2 separate regions of the Anser cygnoides genome follow, and region 2 is linked to region 1. The links are chromatin contacts, called in public Hi-C maps. All regions are on one chromosome and are shown on one strand. The core of a region is the stretch at or near the end of the contact, and the rest is flanking DNA. Distances in the headings are between cores, read along the strand shown. Region 1 overlaps RNF144B (ring finger protein 144B). Region 2 holds the start of NHLRC1 (NHL repeat containing E3 ubiquitin protein ligase 1).

Evidence for each region. Hi-C and Micro-C count contacts between places; a contact is called where the count stands out from the background.
Region 2: a Hi-C map of liver shows a contact between it and region 1, with 2.0 times the contacts expected there. The contact joins the promoter of NHLRC1 here to the enhancer-like site in region 1. A contact is called at or near these places in 2 of 7 Hi-C or Micro-C datasets (both in liver).

Annotation. Positions count from the first base shown.
Region 1 is chr2:53,074,575-53,077,274 of Taihu_goose_T2T_genome, reverse strand. The region is part of intron 3 of RNF144B (ring finger protein 144B); the gene reads left to right. Among named protein-coding and RNA genes, the nearest start is that of RNF144B, 67 kb to the left of the region's middle. Within about 2 kb of position 1,349, at least 2 of the 3 cell types and tissues checked have open chromatin away from gene starts, as enhancers often do. A contact at or near this core is called in liver, where this site is marked.
Region 2 is chr2:53,206,329-53,209,028 of Taihu_goose_T2T_genome, reverse strand. It overlaps NHLRC1 (NHL repeat containing E3 ubiquitin protein ligase 1), which reads right to left and starts at 1,400. Exons shown (of 2, transcript XM_013190265.3): 1 at 1,261-1,400; 2 at 1-875. TPMT (thiopurine S-methyltransferase) reads right to left here. Exons shown (of 9, transcript XM_066992074.1): 9 at 1,314-1,450. The coding sequence ends at 1,446.

The sequences.
Region 1 (2,700 bases), core at 100-2,599:
TCGTGTGTGGTTATTTTCTGCTGGAGAGAAAGGAGCAAACTCAATATTAACTCTGTATTAAGGAGTAAACTCAATTCCGTTCATTATGGAATGGGATTTTCCTCCAAGCAGGCATGCGAGAGTTAGACCCATTGGGAGGCAAAAGTTTTGACTGAACATGAGGGACCTCCTTTGTTCCATTGACACTGGCAGCTGTGCTCCTCCTCTCTGCTCTGCCACGAGGCTGGGAAGATGACACGCATCGAGGGGATCACCTCTAACCAGGGAAGGACTGCAGCCAAGTTGCAGTGGCTCTGCTTGCATAAGGGAAAGCAGATAGAAACACCGTCTCACACGGAACTGGAGAGAGTTACCAAGAATTAAATTTCTCCCCCAAAAAGTCATGATCTCTCCAGCATGAATTTGAGACACAATGCTTAGCTGAATCAGGACTTGGGAGGTGCAATTAATTTTTTTTTTTTCAAATGCTGTGCTGGCACATATTGGAGCTTTTCTTTGGCTGAATCCAGCCATTGTGGAAAGAAGTTAGCTGTTTCCCGTCCTCCTTTCTTCTGCATAGATGCCGAGAAGGTGTAGCGTTGTCCCTCCCACCTGTACCACCAGACTGAAGACAAATAACATTTATTGAAAATGCTGTTTTAAAAGAAGATTAGCAAATGGTAGGAAGAATTCTGCACTGTTGAATTAGGAACTATATATGCTATAGGAACTGTAAGGATGTATTTCCCATTAGTAAGCAGAAGAGCACTCAAGGGCATGTATTAGTGGACCATTAACTTAATCCTTGTGTGCTTTTTGGGGCTAAAGGCAGAATGACTAAACAACCCAAGATGTGCATTAGTGTCTGGTGGATGAATGAATATTCTGACACTCCCTCTTGGTGATGCACTTGAAACACAAACTCTCTGCTTGAAAAGCAAACAAGCTCCCAACCTCGTTAAAATGAACTGCTTATGTATTTTACCAAATACTTATTTTTTAATGAAAAAAATGTGAAAACAAAAGATGAACAATAGAATTAATAGACCGTCTCTATTAATAATCTGTAAGATTAGTAAGTAAACCACAGATTATCTGTGAGCACTCTGTATTCTCTTTTTTTTTCTTTTCTTTTCTATAAAGGCTGTTCCATGTGAAAATGCGGCCTTTGAAAGCTACTATTTAAAAAATAGAACCTTATTCAGATTGGAGACAATGTCCTTATATATGGCTATTGTTTGGCATGGAAGTACTATTTAGCCTTAGAGTTTATTCATTAGACACTCTGAAACTCCAGGTGTGGAAACATCAGCCTCCTCGCCTCCAGAAGGGCTGGTTGTTTGCTCTCTGGCCTCCGGCAGGAAAATGTTCATCACCACAACAGTGCCATGAGAAATGTCATACCTCTGGCAACACTTTCTCAACCATTCAGTAGTGCATAACTTAAAGATATTTATACTTGTGCGTTTAAAAGTTTGTCTTCTGGTAAACATTCAATAAAATATGTTAATATACGCATGTAGACTTTTTTATGTTTTTATTTTTATTTTTTTCTGAAAATTATGTGACTGTTACCTCTCCTGGGGGGAAAAATACATTGGTCCTTTTTTCTCCCCTGTGTTAGCATCAGGGTTTTGAAAAAGTGTATTTTTCAGGTCATGTCCATTTCAGACCCTGCTGTAACTGATGTTTAGCAGGCACTGTTAGAGTTTGGAGAAAAAACAGCAGTTCAAACTGTCTTTCGCATGAATGTGGTGTTAAATAGGTTCCTCTACTTTGGGCTAAATTGTGTCTAATTACGTTAGCTAACACAGTTGTCTTGTTTGCTTTTTAAATGCCTTTTGCCCTAGCCTGCACAAGGGAGATAAGGTGAACTTAGACATAATTTGAAGTGAAGAAAAGCCTTTCCATTGACTTCAGTGCCTTATGGATTGAGTCCTGTTCAATAAGAAACCTGAACAATTAATAATAAAGCTTATAAGCAACTTAGAACACATAATATTTATGAAAGTTCATCTACTTTCCTCTGTCAGGGTCTTTATTCAAGATGTGTAACATTTCTTCAGTACTTACCAGTGACCTACTTGTCTTCTTTGTGAATAAAGTATGTTTTTGTCTTCTCAGTAAAATTCCTCAGTGTCACTGTAGTTTGGTACTAAATTATTAGAGCCTTTTCACTGCCCTGGACTTGATTCTGACACATACACTTCTTGTGTTGCTTTTGGCAGTGGAGAGGGCAAAAACTCAGGTTAACACTGTAAATGTGTGATAGAATTTCTTCCTATATTTGTCATGAAGAAATTAGCAAGTCTGAATAGTAGGCATGTGTCTAAATATTTCATTGGTGTTTGGGGAGTAAACTGCTTATTCACAGAGTATAGGAGATGTTGGGAGTTAAGGCTTAACTTCTGGTGAACTAGAACATGGTGTCTCTCCGGACCTCAGAAGAAAATGTTTCAGGTTTTTTATTCTTTTAAAAAAAAGGAGTAAGTAATTTGAACTAGAAAATTGTACCTTTCAGTACTTTCAAAATGTGTTTTCTGAACCTCCTGTTTTGTTTTTACATTAACAAAAGCTAGTTGAAACTCGTACTTTCCCTGGCTGTTTTTGGTTTTGACAAACAGTGCACTTGAATAGAAGGAACTGTTCCACTACAGTGCTTGAAATCAAGTCTAAGCCTAGATCATATCTTGACCTGTTACATCAAGAAAGCAGCTGCTT
Region 2 (2,700 bases), core at 151-2,650, 130 kb before region 1:
TGGCCGGGCCGGGCGGCTGCCCCCTGTGGGCGGGCGGCGGAGGGACGGGGCCCCGCCGCCTCCACGCCTCCCTTGGCCGCCCGCCCGCGGCTGCTCCGTGAGGGGAGGGCGGACGCCGGCCCTCGAACACCGGCCCCCAGCCCTCAGCCTCCCCTCCCGCGGCCAGGAGAGGGTTTTGGGGGTCGCCGGGGAGCCCTGGTTTGGTGGTGGGGGGGGGGTGTTTGTGTGTCTGTCACGCGGTTCCCGGTCGATAGAAAAAGTCTCTATTTAAAACTACAACAAGAAAATCAAATTACATACATAAAACATGCATCGGATTCATACACGTGTCCAGCTACCAAGTTACCTCAAGGTTGCTAGTGCTATTTATGCCTCTGTCAGGGCGAGGAAGCAGTCACTGTTGCATGTGATTCCCCTCGCTGTTCGGGGAAGCTTTTGAAAATGTGAGGGAAATATTTATGCTAAGTGCCAGTAGCCACTTTTCCCACTCACATCCACACACAGCATGGACAGCGTGTGCTCTTTTTGGAAGATGCTGCATTTACCAGGACGGCTTGTCAGCATGACTGCGCCCTCGTTCCTGGAGCCCTGCGCAGGACCCCAGGGTCAGCAACATCCAGCACCTGGCCTGGGACAGCAGCAACGCCTCTACAAACCTGATATAAGTTTAACAGCTCTCACACCTGGAAAAAAATCTGGACAGAAATAGAGGAGATGCTTTAACCCAGTAGCTGCTGAACTGTGCAGAAGTGAAAATGTCCAAAACCAGCAGTTCCCAACTTAGCCGGCCCACGGGCTACAAGAAGGTAGCACTGTAAGCAGCGTCGTCATCTTCTCCGGTGACCTGGCGCTGAAGCAGCAGTAGCTCCCAGTGGCTGTGAGCAATATCGAGAGTTGTGGGTTGGGGGAGAGGCTGTAGGTTGGGGACTGCTTTGCTGAAAACATCAGACCCACTTGCAGCTCTAGGACTGCAACATTAAAATTGCATGTAGCTTTTTCTCTCGTTCTAGTCTTAATAAGTGGCAATATACTACATTGCAATCATACATTTCCTTTTTTTTTTTTTTTTTTTAAATAAGCCACCAAGGCCAGGACAAAGAGTCTTCAGAGTCCCCAGTTTTGTAATTTAAAAAAATTGCAATAATACCCCTATGACAATGATCAAAGACCTGCAAAGAAGGGTTTGTGTTCGGCTAACCACACAGAAGCCCCACAGGCTTTCTCTGACCCCTCTCACCCTAGAGCCCCCTGCCAATTTACCTGCTGGTCGCTGCACTCTGGAGGAGGCAGCGGCACGCTCACAAGCGACCACAGGAATATTTTCTTCCTGGACTCTCTCCTTCATTGTCAGCCATTTACTTCCCTCCTCTCTTCGCTACTCGATTACTGTTCCCCCGTGGCAGCTGTTGCCAAGACTTCCTGCCTTCTTGTTGCCAGCTCGTCTCTCAACCTGTAATCTAACGGGGTCAGAGAGCAAGCAGCAAGCCGCGCCAGCTTCCCGCCTCTCTTGCCCAGCTGCCCTCGCTGGTGCAAGGCGAGCGGCATTTGAACAGCAAATGGAAAGCAGCATTTGAACAGCAGTTGCCATTACTCCAAGGCCGCGAGCCTCCGAGGAGGACCTGCAGAGCTACACACAGGCAGCAGCTACTGGCGGCCACAGAGAAGGGACCTCATTTATTTATTTTTTAATTCTATTTGAAATGATACAAAAGAAACACTCAAAAAATGCTTGTTGTGCATTAAGTTTGAGAAAAGCTATGCACATCTTAAAGCAGTGAAGTCAGTTATGTAGGAGAGTTGGCTTTGAAAGCAAAATCAAAATGAAGACGTCCCACAGACATTTTTCTGTACACTGAAGCCTGCTTTAAGGGTGTCCCAAAACATGTCTCATTTTAAAAAGTAAGATAAAAATAAAAGCTAGATGGGAGGTAAGTTGTTTTAATGGATTTTAATCAAGCTACAAACTTTAGTATATACAGAGTCTCCAGAAAATAATCTAGGCCCCATTGCCTGTGTCTGTCTGAGAAGTCACTGACTTTTTCGAGAAGCTTAATTTCACAGTGGTTGCCTGAAAAGGAGGAAAGAGTAATAAATTACTGAATGGTAAGTCACTGAAGAAAGCAAACTGTCAGAAGACAAAATCCTATGTACAGATGTCCCTAACTGCGTGACACAAATGCACTGAGGAAAACTTATTGGTCTCTTTTGCACTGGGATAAAACTGTCCTTGCCAATGACTCACTGTGTACGGACACTCCAGAGGTCTCGTAAAGATGTAAGATTAAAACAAGTGCAATAGCAAAGCATATCACGACCAATATTGAAAATTTCCTGACACAATTCTGATACATATATATGCGCTAATGAATTTGAGTTGCACATCTAGCATTTCTACAGCATGACATTTTACTTTTCTTCTTTGGCTACAAAAATACATCAGAAGCTTTAGAAATAATATGCAAAGGCATTGCATTAAAACCAGGGTAGACAGTGATGAGGTGCAGAGAAAGATGAAATTGTCAAGTAGGAGAAAGACTGAAGCTGAGACCACAGTGTGCAGTCTGAATCCTGGGGGACTGCAAAGAAGCCAAGGGGAGAAAAGAGACAGCGACAGCCTCTTGGGTTTTCCTCGTGTCTTTAGAAAATGTGGGAATTTGCATTAACAGCAAAAACCTTGTGGCAACGTGATTTTTATTTCCC